Linked DNA regions of Danio rerio: all the other regions are linked to region 1. The links are chromatin contacts, called in public HiCAR-type maps. All regions are on one chromosome and are shown on one strand. The core of a region is the stretch at or near the end of the contact, and the rest is flanking DNA. Distances in the headings are between cores, read along the strand shown.

Region 1 (4,530 bases), core at 595-3,094:
TTAATTGTAGATTGCTGTTATCCTGCACATGATCAGACAATTGAGATATGTGTTGTGTTATGTTCTGCTTCTTAAAGACAAGAAGGCGATAAACCTTGAAGGCATGCCCGGTTCACAGATCAGACAAGTGCTTTCCACTTTACCTGCATGCATTAAGGTTTAACACTTGAGGAAGATCACTTGAAGTGGCCATCAGTCAACACAATAAGCAGGTACAGTAACAGCTCACACTTTTCCTACATGTAAATCGGATTGGCACATTTGAGCTTTAGCATCACAAAAGAATCATCTACTGCACACTCGTGTTTTTGTGCGAGTTTGATCGTCCAAACACCTCTAATCTTACCTAATGTGTCATAGATGAGGGTGGAAGAATAATAAAGAATAGGGGTGTGGATGATTAATGGGAAGATTTAACTTTAAAAACAATAAACACCTTGAGTTTGTCGTGATCAGCTCCACGTGGAGACCTTTTGGGAATTTCATTGCATTAGTTAAGAATGTGTCTTTTCTAAATATATTTTTATCTATTTGTGTCGTGTGCTATACCATTATGGCGTTAAAGTTATTATTGCGGTCCAGTTATGAAATAATCGTGTCATGTTTTTAAGTTCAAAAGAATCGATTCGTTAACATTATTTGACTCTGCAGCGTTTTCTCCGACCCCCAGAGAGCGCTGATCAACACGCTTTGACTCTGACTGATTGTGCCTTGTGCTATATCATTTATGGGTTGAAAGTTAATGATTGTGGTCCAGCAATGCAGCAATCGTCGTTTCATGTGTAATAGTTTTAAAGAATCGATTTGCTAAAAAAAAAAAGATGGACTCTGCTGCGTTTTCTCCGACCGCCAGATGACGCTGCTCAACACGCTGTGATTTTGACTGATTCTTCCTAATGTCGTATAAATAAGTTTTCGTGGATGCTGATAATAAGGTAGGTGAATAAATCTGTCAATGTGTGCTTTTTAAGATATTTAAGAATCAAAGATAGTAAAAGACGCCCTAGTCGATTTTTCTTCTCCTGAGGGAACCAGCTGCTTAATGTCGTAATATCCACATATTTGAGCTTAAATATGACTTTTTTTACTGTAAAATAAATAACAAGGGATCAAATAACAAGTTCTTTGTGGTCATATTTGCATTACTCACGGTTAAACCCTCACGAAAAATGAACTACGTTTTTACTATATAGTTAAAACGTAGTAACATGTTTGTTTGCACAATCCATTGATTACTATTTGCATAAACATAGTTTTGCTTCAAATATCATCATTAAACTATGGTTAATGTAGCAAAACCATGCTATTTATTGGTCTGCTTTTGTTTGTTTGTTTAGAGAATGTTTGATACTTAACATTCGTACCAACATGCAAACAATTCAACGCATGAAAAAAAACACTAATAATAAAAATAATACAACTATTGAAATATTTTAAGTAATAAAGTTATTTAATTATATACGTTCTTTAACTATTTCAGTATTTTTAAACATATCCTTAGCATAGAATGGAAGTCGCTCATACTTAGATAGATAGATAGATAGATAGATAGATAGATAGATAGATAGATAGATAGATAGATAGATAGATAGATAGATAGATAGATAGATAGATAGATAGATAGATAGATAGATAATTGTCGTTATACATTTGATACAGTCTTTTGCACTTGGCATCACTCAAAAATTTGATAGAGGAAGGAAATGAGCGCTCAGATTTCATGCGAGCCGTGATTGGCTCTCGCTGAGATGATTTGATTGGAGAGCGCAGGGATGCTGTTCTGCGATTGGCGGAGACGCGCATGCTGGAGTAGCACATATGCGCTGGGCTGCAGTGAGGGGCTCAGGATCTGGAGTTTGAGTAACAAGAGCCACATCTGCACAGGATTGTACAGAAGGATTTTGCTCTTTTTGAGGGGCTTTCCAGCAAATGTAAGTCTTGATTCTCCATCTGAGGAGCTTGTTTTGTTTATCTGCTTATAGTTCCTTGCATCTAATAAATTCATTTTTAAATTGATTGTATTAGTTTACTGTGTTTTATGACTAATAAAGCATTCATTTCTTTTTCAGGAGTATCTAAAACTGCTGGACTTCATTTCTGGACTGTCATTATTAAGAATAATGGTAAGCATTTCTCTTAATTATCACCTCTCCACACTTTTTGGGACTTTGTATTTAATTAAAATTGGTAAAGCTGCACTGATTGGGCGTCACTGTATGTGTATTCAGTTGCAAAGGATTATTTGCAGTGAAGAAATATTTATGTGTGAAAGAAGGAAATGTATCTCATGCTTAGAGAGATAGATTGATTACACAACTGTCATTATATATTTGATATTGCCTTTTACACTTGGCATCTCTGATTCTTGTCATTGTTTGTGAATAATGGTAGGCATTTGTCCAAAATATCACCTCTCCACACTTTTTGGGACTTTGTATTTAATTAAAATTGGTAAAGCTGCACTGATTGGGCGTCACTTTATGTGTATTCAGTTGCAAAGGATTATTTGCAGTGAAGAAATATTTATGTGTGAAAGATGGAAATGTAGCTCATGCTTAGAGAGATAGATGGATTACACAACTGTCATTATATATTTGATATTGCCTTTTACACTTGGCATCTCGGATTCTTGTCATTGTTTGTGAATAATGGTAGGCATTTGTCCAAAATATCACCTCTCCACACTTTTTGGGAGTTTTTGGGCATCACTGTACGAATCTGTTGCCAAGGATTAGTTGCAGTAAATAAGTCTTTAAGTGCGTAAGATGGAAAAGTAGCTCAAGCTTAGATAGATAGATGGATATTATTTAAGTATATACATTAAGTATTTTAATATTTTTATATAAATCTTTAGCCTAAAAAGGAAAAGTAGCTCATGCTTAATATAGATAGATAGATAGATAGATAGATAGATAGATAGATAGATAGATAGACAGATAAATAAATAGATAGTAAAATAGATACTTAGATAGATAGTTGCACGATTGTCGTCCTAAATGTGGTATTGCTTTTTACATTTGGCATCACTGATATTAAACGCACTCAGTTTGATAGATGTATGGATAGATAGTGAGATCGTGAGTTGTATTTAATTAAAATAGATAAAGCTCCACTGATTGGGCATCACTGTATGTTTAATCTGTTGCAACGGATTAGTTGCAGTGAAGAAATGTCCGTTGTTGAAATTTCAGCATATGGAATGACATCTGCACCTCGCAGCAATCTGTGCATTGAAATAATGCCAACACTCAGTTGTGTGCATGCCTTTGTGGCTTTATTCTGGTGTGTTTAGATTCAGAAAATACTAGTTATTACGGTGTTTATTGATTAGAAAGTTAGAAAAGCTTCAAAAGGTGGGAAGACTTTGGTGTTAACACTTACAATGTTGGTAAAGTTTGTATTATTGTGCCAAATTTGCTATTAGAATTGATCCACATCTTCGGCTTTTTGGTTAATTTCTCAATTACGTCTTACTAAAACATTGTGTGTTGCAGTAATGTTTTCGTTGTGTTTGGAACTGGAACTAAGCCTGTAGTGAATCATTTAAAACAGACTCATGAGGTCACATTTTCCCCATTTTCTTGACTATTTGATACTGAGTTCAATTCAGTCCTCAGTCTAAGAAGCTTCCTTGCAAAAAAATGAGTCACTTTGTCTATTTCAAGTGAGTAAGAGATCAACCTTCCGTTACTTGATTATGATTTGTATGTTTTCGTACATGTGTCTGACAGTATGGATTGAAGGTGTGGTAATTGCTCTTTTGAAAAGATGTTTTCCAGGTGTGGCTACTAACAGGTTTATTCTAACAGATTTTAGATGTGAAGGTGGTAGTCATCCATCCTTTCTGATAGCTGGGCGTGAGTGTGTCCACATAATGTGCATTCATCAGTTGTTGGGTCGCCCTCTGCATAGATTAGAGTGGTTTTTCAGCTCCTCCAGACAAATAGAGCCATGCCCTCTCTAACAGAGCTCCTGCAGGTCCAAGCCTGTCTAAGGAGCACGATTAGTCAATACGAGGAAAACAAAATCGAAGGGAGTGTGACCCAAATTTGAGATGAGATGTTTTATTTAAATATTAATAGCAAGTTATCATAAATTGAACGAAAATGAAGTCAAATTTTAGCATGAATAAATAAAGAAGGATATACTGTATATATGCAAACCGTGTACATCCAAATTGTATCCTATTATGTAAATGCATATTGTATGTACATACTACAGGTCTTATGTTGCATGGGTGTATTTTTTGTAATAGCCCAAAAGACAATGTATGGGTCAAAATTATCAGTTGTTTTGTATGCAAAAAATCATTAAATATTAAGGAAAGATCATATTTCATGAATGTGTTTTGTAAATGTAAAAAAAAACAAAACTAAAAGATTGATTAGTAATGTGCCTGCTGTGCACTTCATTAAGACAATCTTTACAGTATTTAGATTGTTTGAAGCATCAGATTCCAGATTTTCCAACATTTATACCTCAGCCAAATATTGTCCTATCCTAACAAACCATACATCAATGAAAATGAAC
Region 2 (4,530 bases), core at 1,306-3,805, 180 kb after region 1:
AGAATGTTCTCTAATCATTTACTGTCCCTCATGTGGTTTCAAACCTTTGAGTTTCTTCTGTTGAACAAAAAAGAAGATAATTTGAAAAAGCTGGTTGATGGTAGCCATGTCACAGAACTCTATTCTTTGAGTAATATATACTATTTGACTATTGCAACCACAAAATAATGTAAGATACATATTGTTTTACAAAAATAGCAAACAAATTCTAAATTTGGCCATTTTTTCATATTGAAAATATGTGAATCAGCTTTTGACGTTACTACGGGTAAATTTTGTTTCATGTTTCTGATGGCAAATCCACTAGAGGGCGCTGTGAACATTTCTGCAAATCTGAAATGCTACTTAGGGTACCTTTTCTTGTATGTTTCAGATTCACATCCTTCTTGTGCATGAGAAAGTGGTGCTTGTCTTACAGATCATCAGTGAACCACTGACCTAAACCTTTCTCTAAACCCAATCAAGTGTTTTCAGAAGCAAACATTGAGTATGTTTACATGTACCCCAATAATCAGATTTTAATATGATAAGACAATACTCTGATTAAGAGTCTACGATGTAAACAGCACTTTTTGATTATTGTAATTCGATAAGGTTTGAGCTAAAACAGAAATACTGGGAGGATGCCGATTTTAGTCCCAATTATTATAGTGCAGTACAGACATGTAAACACCTTAATCCACAGGTGTCAAACTCAGTTCCAAAAGGGCTGCAGCTCTGCACAGTTTATTTCCAACCCTAATTAAACACACTGATCAAACTAATTGAGTCCTTCAGGCTTGTTTGAAACCTACTGGTAAGTGTGTTGGAGCAGGGTTGGAACTAAACTGTGCAGGGCTTCGGCCCTCCAGGAATTGAGTTTGACACACCTGCCTTAATCAAACTATTGTCTTCATGTAGGATTTGAGCTGCATTTTGTGACACGATATTCCATATACACATGCTATTTTACACTATTCTCTCCACCTACGGAGTCAGTGTAGGAACACTGTTAAATTGTGAAATTCCATTAAAACAACACTCTTTCAGCAGTTCATACTCGCATTCAATAACTGGTTTGTCATGTGGGATTGAGTAAAATCTTCCTCAATGAAAGTGAAAGTGCCAAACTGCAGTTAGTCAAAAATGTAAAAATGAAACCCCCAAAATAACACGAAATTCAGGCAGAAATGTTCAAACATTCTAAAAACAACTCATGTAAACATCTTCATCATATTATTGTCTTAATCATTCATTTTCTTTTTGACTTAGTCCCCTTTTTAATGGTGTGTGTGCCACAATGGAATGAACCGACAGCTATCCAGCATATGTTTTACGCAGGGAATGCCCTTCCAGCTGCAACCCATCACTGGGAAACATCCAAACACTCATTCTCACACACACACACACACACACACACACACAATGGACAATTTAGCTTACCCAATTCACCTATACTGCATGTCTTCGGACTTGTGGGGGAAATAGAAGCACCCAAACTCATGCAAACATGGGGAGAACATGCAATCTCCACAAAGAAATGCTAAATGAACCAGCCAAGGTTTGAACTTGCTGTGAGGCGACACTGCACACTGCGCCACCACATTGCCCTGTCTTAATCAGATTAAGGCAAATAATCTGATTATTGATGTCCATGTAAGTCATTGAGAAAAAGTGCATTGTGACCATATAAGTTTACCTTCATTTTACTTTGCTTTTATCCCACTTTTGAAACTGTGAACACCTTAGCTACGAAGCAAACTGATCATATATAAAGTTCTCCATATAGAGATAGATACAATAGGTGAGGCAAATGTACTAGATTGCAAATCATAGATATCTTTAAGTTGTTTTGTGGTATTTATTTGGCTGTTTTACACAAAAACTGCACAAAAAAATGCCTTACTTATTCATATGCTGCTGAAAATATCATTAGTGTGAAAAGGAGCAAAAGCAGTTGGTTATACTAGTGATGTTCATTTTACCGCCAAACCTGTGATTTCACAAATAAGTAGGCTGAGGTAAGTATTTCCATTTTCTGTACCGCCGTTTTCCAAATAATCTTAAATATTTAAAAATGTCTCAAGAATTGTTCAACCCTTGTACTTGCAAACATTCTTCCCAACTTCTTAGCTTCTTAAGAAAGTTTTCATGAATCTGTCTCCAGGAAACTGGAATGTAAATGTGCACATCTCTACCCACACATATTTTTGGTGTCGTATACTTGAACATGATGCAACTTTAGCCGAAGGCAGCAAACCCTGTTATTTAAGAGGAGAAAATTCAGCATGCTCACTTCTCGCTTGCTTATACCACCTGTCAAGTGTCCTCGCAGGAGGTTAGCTGCGATAAAGCATTTGCACATAGATCTCAACACAAATCTACATGATCTATGATTAGTTTCCAGATCTGTATAGACATATAATAGCGGAAACGGAGGCCCAGCGAAGACCCTGTCCTGCTTTAGCTTCGGTTCACATGCTTGTCTGCCTGGCCGTTCCCCCACAGGCTCTATGTAAACACTCCAGAATCTGCTTTAAAATAGCCCAGAGGAGCAGAACCACCAAATCAGCCACAGATGTTTATACTGGAGCTCCAGCTGCTGCCCTCCACAGGAAGTGAGCGACTTAACTCATTGCTAAAAGTGCCAGTAAATATTTTGTGCTATTAAACTTTCGTCTCGACCCTTGTATGAAACAGGAATAGAGCGAGGGGTCAGCTGGACCTCAGTATGTTCTGTGGGACTTCTTCCTGCCAGTTCTGCTTTCCCATGAGCCTCGTGGTCCATAAAAAGACCTTGTATCTTATCTTCCACAGCTTCATTAACCTAATGAAAACAGTTACGGAGCACGAGTCGCCCCAGATGGTTCTTATAAAGCGAGCGCAGTGATCTGGCGGGAACACATTGTGAGAAACATTCGGAGAAATTGGAGAAGGAAAGTTTTGAGGAGATAGGAAGGCAAAAACATTTAAGTATACACATACATGGATTCGTTATGTGATTTAAACAAGGAAAGAACAAATCCAAGTCTATTTGTAGCTCCCATGGCCCATTGATTGGGACAGGAAAGCTAGAAATAGATAATAATAATATAATAATAATAATAATAATAATAATAATAATAAACTTTTATTTGTATAGCACTTTTTCAACATAAAGACAGCTCAAAGCACTTCACAAGCAAAAAAGTAAGAAACAACATCAATATCAGGTCAAATATCAATATGAGTATAAACAAATAGAGCAAAACAAACAACAAATATATATTCAGATAAATGCATACATGTAAACACATATATACATATACTTACACACAGTAGTATTTACATGTGTATATACATGCACAAACTGTACATGCATACATACATACACAATATACATTTATTCATTCATTCGTTTTCCTTCGGCTTAGTTCCTTTATTCATCAGGGGTTGCCAGAGCGTAATGAACCGCCAATTTATCCAGCATATGTTGTACGCAGCTAATGCCCTTTCGGCTGCAATCCAGTACTGGGAAACACCCATACACACTCATTCACACACATACACTATGGCCAATTTAGTTTTTTCCAATTCAAGTCTTTGGACTTTTGGGGGAAACAGGAGCACCTGGAGGAAACCCACGCGAACATGGGGAAACCATGCAAACTTCACATAGAAATACCAGCTAACCAAGCCCAAACTCGAACCAGGGACCTTCTTGCTGTAAGGCTATAGTGCTAACCACTGAGCCACGGTGTCACCTCCACTATATATATATATATATATATATATATATATATATATATATATATATATATATATATATATATATATATATATATATATATATATATATATATATATATATATAATGCCAGCCTGATCTCATGAGGAAACGTAACTATTTTAAGTTTTGCCAGTTTTGTGGCTAATTTGTACAAGTTCAGTTATAAGGAAATGTACGATTTTTAAAAGAAGGCGTGGTACCAAACCCCACCCTTATGGATGAGTGAGATTGTATGATTTCAGCTGAATTAGCAACTAAATCAAAAAGTTACGAATTGCCGTGATCTTCGAAAATGGATATTCTTCAAATGCTGTTATACTTATACAATTTTAAAAAGGTACGTCTCAACGTTTTTTTTTTTTTTCAAAACATGAATTCTAGGAGATTCTTTTACTTTATTTGGGACACAATTCCAAATTTTTGGAGCATTGGAGATTATGATAACTACACTCTAAACGTTCTAGGTTGTTGTAACCCAATGGTTAAGCTTGTTCATATTTGACCCATTGTTGGTTTACAGCAACCCAGCATTTTTCAGAGTATATATTGAAAAAGTGTTTTAGGTGAGCTCTGCATTTTTTGTCACCTGCAGTTGTAAACGCATGAACGCTAACATACATTTACATTTGATAGATGCTTTTATCCAATGTAAATAACATGGCATTGAAGGAATTCATTTTTACCACTATTTGCTTATGCTAGTGCAACAACTATTTCAGCTACAGAAAGTCTAAAACAGAAAAACTGTCTATTCCAACAATTCCATTCCATATCACTTCGTA
Region 3 (4,530 bases), core at 1,236-3,735, 130 kb before region 1:
GTTTTTACCAAATATGAACAAGCTTATCCGTTGGGTTTAAAAATAGGCCTGTAATTTAAATTCAATTGGGTAAAAATAGCCAACGTGGATTAAAATGGCCCAGCGTTTTTAGAGTTTAGATGATTAAAGATTTCGCCTAAAACCTACTGTGTGAATTATAATTTTAGACACACGAGGGCGCTATAAAACACACACAAAGCTCTGCTCTCTGATTAATGCTGTTTGCTTTAGCCAAACGATAGGGACACGTAAATCGTACTACAAGCATTTAATTAAACAAGGTTTCATGTCCAGCCTGAGCACATATCATACAGAGCAAGTGCTGAAATCAGAGCGTCAATATTGACATTGCCTCAACAAAAGAGATTTCTAACAGGCTCTCTCTGAAGAATGTCATCTGTCATCATTGAATAATAACAAAACAAGTCAGCTGTACTACTTCACACATACTTCATTTATGTCTTAATATATATTTTACGTTTACATTTAAATACCAACGCTCTCTGTGTAATTAATTAATGGTAATAATTAATAATTTACTTCATAAAATAAAATATAAATATAATAAGCTATTTAATATTTTAGATGTTCTCCAGATGACTTTAAAGTTGAACAATGAAACAAGAAAAGTGACAGAAATAATTAGAAATAATATAATAAACTATTCAGGGATACCACTGATGAAAAGTTTTCCTCTATGTGTGCCTTATGTGCTGTTTTATTCCAGGTGAAACATCATGTGGATTTGCTACAATGTTTGTTACTGCTACCACACATAAAGCTTTTTTATTGTCATTGATGGTTTCATGAAGAACTTCTAAAGGGATAGTTCAGCCAAAATGTCAATCAATATTCTGTCATCAAATATTCACCCTTGAGATGTTCCAAACCCAGTGGCTCAGTGGTTAGCCTCACAGCAAGATGGTTGCTGGTTTGAATCCTGCCTCGAACCACTGGCTTGTGACCAGAAGGGCATCTGCTGTGTAAAACAAATGCCGGAATAGTTGGCTGTTCATTCTGCTGTGGTGACCTCTGATAAATCAGACTAGGCCGAAGAAAAATGAATGAATGTTCCAAACCAGTTTAAGTTTTTTTTTTAACGCAAAAGAAGATATTTTAAAGAAAGCTGAAAACCAGCAACCATTGTCTTCCACTTGTTTTGGTTAACTGTTTTCAGCTACATTTTGGCTTTATAATCCCTTTAGCATCCATAAAAACGTTTCATTTTACAAAATATTCTTTATGGTGAAAACATTTTTTTTTTCTTAAAATGTTTTTCAGATGACAAATATTTAGTTATTTGAACTTTTGATTTTGTTATTTGAACTTTTCATTAAAATAGTTTTTGATCCTCTTTTGGATCTTTCCAGCAGATTTATTCCTGAGGGTCAAGTGTTTTTGTTTATCTGCTCTATGTTCTTTTTGTTTATACATTTATCCGTACATTCATTTTTCTTAGGCTTAGTCTCTTATTTATTAGGGGTCGCCACAGCGGAATGAACCGCCAACTTATCCAGCATATATTTTACACAGTGGACTCTGGGAAATATCCATATACACACACTCATTCACTATGGCCAATTTATTCAATTCACCTATAGCGCATGTCTTTGGAACCAGCAACCTTCTTGCTGTGAGGCAACAGCGCTAACCACTGAGCCTCTGTGTCGCCCCTACTTTCATCCATAATAATAAAAAAAGAAAGGAGAGTTTTTTTAAATTACTTTTATTAAACTTTATGAAAAAAATTGTGGATAAAATAAACAAATTAATAAACAGGCCTACATAAATCAAAGATAAATAAATAAAAGAGTACAAAAATAAATAATAAAAAGGCGTATAAAGGGAAAATAAAATAAAAGGTGTAAAACATACACATCAAAAAACAGAAATTAACATATAATCCACACACATCCACACATACTTACACACTTATACAATACACTCAATTAAATTCAATCTGCAATTAAAACGAGGAGAACATGCAAACATCACGCAGAAATGCCAACTGACCCAGTCGGGACTCCGTCAACCTTCTTGACCACTGAGCCACCATGTCGCCAAAACGTGATATTTATATAATAACGTGATATTTATATATCATATTATATCATAAATACTGAACTACAATATAAAATAAGACATAGTAAGTAGAGTCACACTGTGAATAATTATCAGTTATTTTGTTATTCAAGTTCGTTTGAATGCAAATTTATTGGTTCGTGCAAACTTCATTTCCCATGAGCACCCGCGGTGGGCGTATCAGAGGGGCTGGCTGGCAGTGCGCGAGGAGCCCAACAATTCTGAACTGTGTGTATGTATGTGTGTGTGGCAGAGAGAGCAACTTCTCGGAGCAGACTGGGGTGTGGCGGCTGTGAAAACACTCACAGAAATCAGAAACCACTCAGCGTTTGCTTTCTAACGGGCGCGTGCTCTTTAAATCCTCGGCGACCACCGAAAGGACTAACCGAGGAGCACAACGGACATTTTTTGTTGCATTTTCGGATTCATTCACGTTTCCAGGCGCAGCACGTTTCACCGATCGTCTTGCTTTTTCATACCTGAGCACAAGGGGGTTGATCTAAACTTTTTTGGGGCAAACTTTTTGTATTTGTGGATGTAAGTTTTTCCCTCCCCATTCGCGTGATGTAAAACTCCAGCGTCTGGTTACTTGGTTTCTCTCGGGAGCCTTAACGTTAAACGTCAACAGATTCCAGGTGTTGTTCAAATTTCATTCAAATATATCAGTTCAGATTTGCCCCAAACCTCATACGGTTTGCTGAAAAATTTCCGACGCGTAAAAACAACGGTTTTGGAGCTACTTGTGTCTTAAGGACATTTCCTTTTCTTGGACTTGCGACAGTCGGGTTTTTTCAAAGCCAAAAGAGGAAGTTACTCACGGAAGACTATTTTTAAGGTCTCCTCTCGCTTTAAAAGGGTAATACCTTTTCATTTTTTCTCTTAAATCTATACTCATAAATCCGTCGCCCTGAAGCGCGCATTCGGAACCATGGGCTGTACCGTGAGCCAGGAAGATAAAGCCGCGTTGGAGCGGTCCAAAATGATTGACAGAAATCTGCGCGAGGACGGGGAGAAAGCCGCCAAGGAAGTGAAACTGCTGTTATTGGGTGAGTAACGAATCCCGGATAACCGGTCTGTACATCATAGCACACGTATAAACACTTTGTCACGTCTGCAAGTGTCAATTTGGGTCAAGAAAAGTTTATTTTAAGTGCCTTGTTGGCAAAGTGTGTCAGGTTTCCTCAGGTGTGGCCCTCGAGAAACAGTCAACGGATGTTAAGAAAAGGTCAACAACAATAAAAAAAGTGTTCACTTGCTTAGTTATTTAGTTTCAGGTACTTGTATTTCTTTTTTTTTCTTCTTTTATTATAGTACAGGGATGTCCAAACTCGGTCCAAGAGGGCTGGTGTGCTTCTGAGTTTAGCTTCAACTTGCTTCAACACATCTGCCAGAAAGGTTGAAGTATATCTAGTAAGACCTTAATCAGTTGGTTTAGGTGTGGTTGATTAGGGTTGCAGCTAAGGTCTCCTGGACAGTGGCCGTCCAGAATCGAGTTTGGACACCCCTGTTGTAGCATGTAAAAATTTTTCGTTCATTCATTTTCTTTTCGGCTTTGTCCCTTTATTAATCTGGAATTGCCGCAGCAGAATGAACCGCCAACTTATTTAGCATATGTTTTATGCAGCGTTTGCCCTTCCAGCTGCAACCCATCTCTGGGAAACATACTCATTCACACTCATACACTACAGACAATTTAGCCCATCCAATTCACCTATACCGCATGTGTCTTGACTGTGGGGGAAACTCCACACAGAAACGCCAACTGACCCAGCCGAGGCTCTAACCAGCAACCTTATTTGCTGTAAGCGTCACCTGTATATCATTTGTTAACATTTGTTATAAAGGCGAAGTTGAGCTCACATTAAAGGGATAGTTCACCAAAAAATGAAAATGTATTTGGTAATTACTCACCCTCAAGTGGTTCCAAAGATTTGTGATTTTTTTTTTTTTATTCTGTTTTGCTAGAACTTCTATGTTAAGCTGCTTTGACACACACAGAATTAAAGACAAATTGAAATCAAATTGAATTGTTAAACACAAGCCAAGATATTTTGAAGAAAGCTATAAAACTGTAACCATTAACTTTCATAATTAGAAAAAACAAATAGCCTACTATTGAAGTCAATGGTTTTAGGTTTAAAGCTTTCTTTAAAATATCGTCTTTTGTGTTTAACAGGTGAATTGAACTCAAAAAGGGTCGGAACCAGTGAGGAGTAGCCTAAATTACAGAATTTACATTTTTGGCTAAACCAGGGGTGCCCAAACGCGGTCCTAGAGGGCCGGTGTCCTGTAAAGTTTAGTTCCAACCCCAATCAGACACACATGTGCTAGCTAACCAAGCTCTTACTTGGCTTTCTAGAAACATCCATTCAGGTGTGTTGAGGTAAGTAGGAGCTAAAATCTGCAGGACACCAGCTCTCCAGGACCGACTTTGGACATTACTGGGCT

Evidence for each region. HiCAR-type assays count read pairs that join an accessible place to other places.
Region 2: a HiCAR-type map of caudal fin shows a contact between it and region 1, with 18 times the contacts expected there. The contact joins the enhancer-like site here to the promoter of inka1a in region 1. A contact is called at or near these places in 10 of 18 Hi-C or Micro-C datasets (caudal fin, embryo, fibroblasts and 3 more) and 3 of 4 datasets of contacts at active chromatin or transcription factors (caudal fin, embryo and gastrula embryo).
Region 3: a contact with region 1 is called in a HiCAR-type map of caudal fin, with 7 times the contacts expected there. The contact joins the promoter of gnai2a here to the promoter of inka1a in region 1. A contact is called at or near these places in 8 of 18 Hi-C or Micro-C datasets (caudal fin, embryo, hematopoietic stem cells and 2 more) and 2 of 4 datasets of contacts at active chromatin or transcription factors (caudal fin and embryo).

The regions. Positions count from the first base shown.
Region 1 is chr11:37,364,419-37,368,948 of GRCz12tu, forward strand. inka1a (inka box actin regulator 1a) reads left to right here and starts at 1,845. Exons shown (of 3, transcript NM_001079988.1): 1 at 1,845-1,931; 2 at 2,070-2,123. The coding sequence starts at 2,121.
Region 2 is chr11:37,540,331-37,544,860 of GRCz12tu, forward strand. No RefSeq gene overlaps it. Among named protein-coding and RNA genes, the nearest start is that of traip, 15 kb to the right of the region's middle. Within about 2 kb of position 2,556, at least 15 of the 62 cell types and tissues checked have an H3K27ac peak or open chromatin away from gene starts, as enhancers often do. A contact at or near this core is called in caudal fin, where this site is marked.
Region 3 is chr11:37,232,811-37,237,340 of GRCz12tu, forward strand. gnai2a (guanine nucleotide binding protein (G protein), alpha inhibiting activity polypeptide 2a) reads left to right here and starts at 2,486. Exons shown (of 9, transcript NM_001001818.2): 1 at 2,486-3,128. The coding sequence starts at 3,011.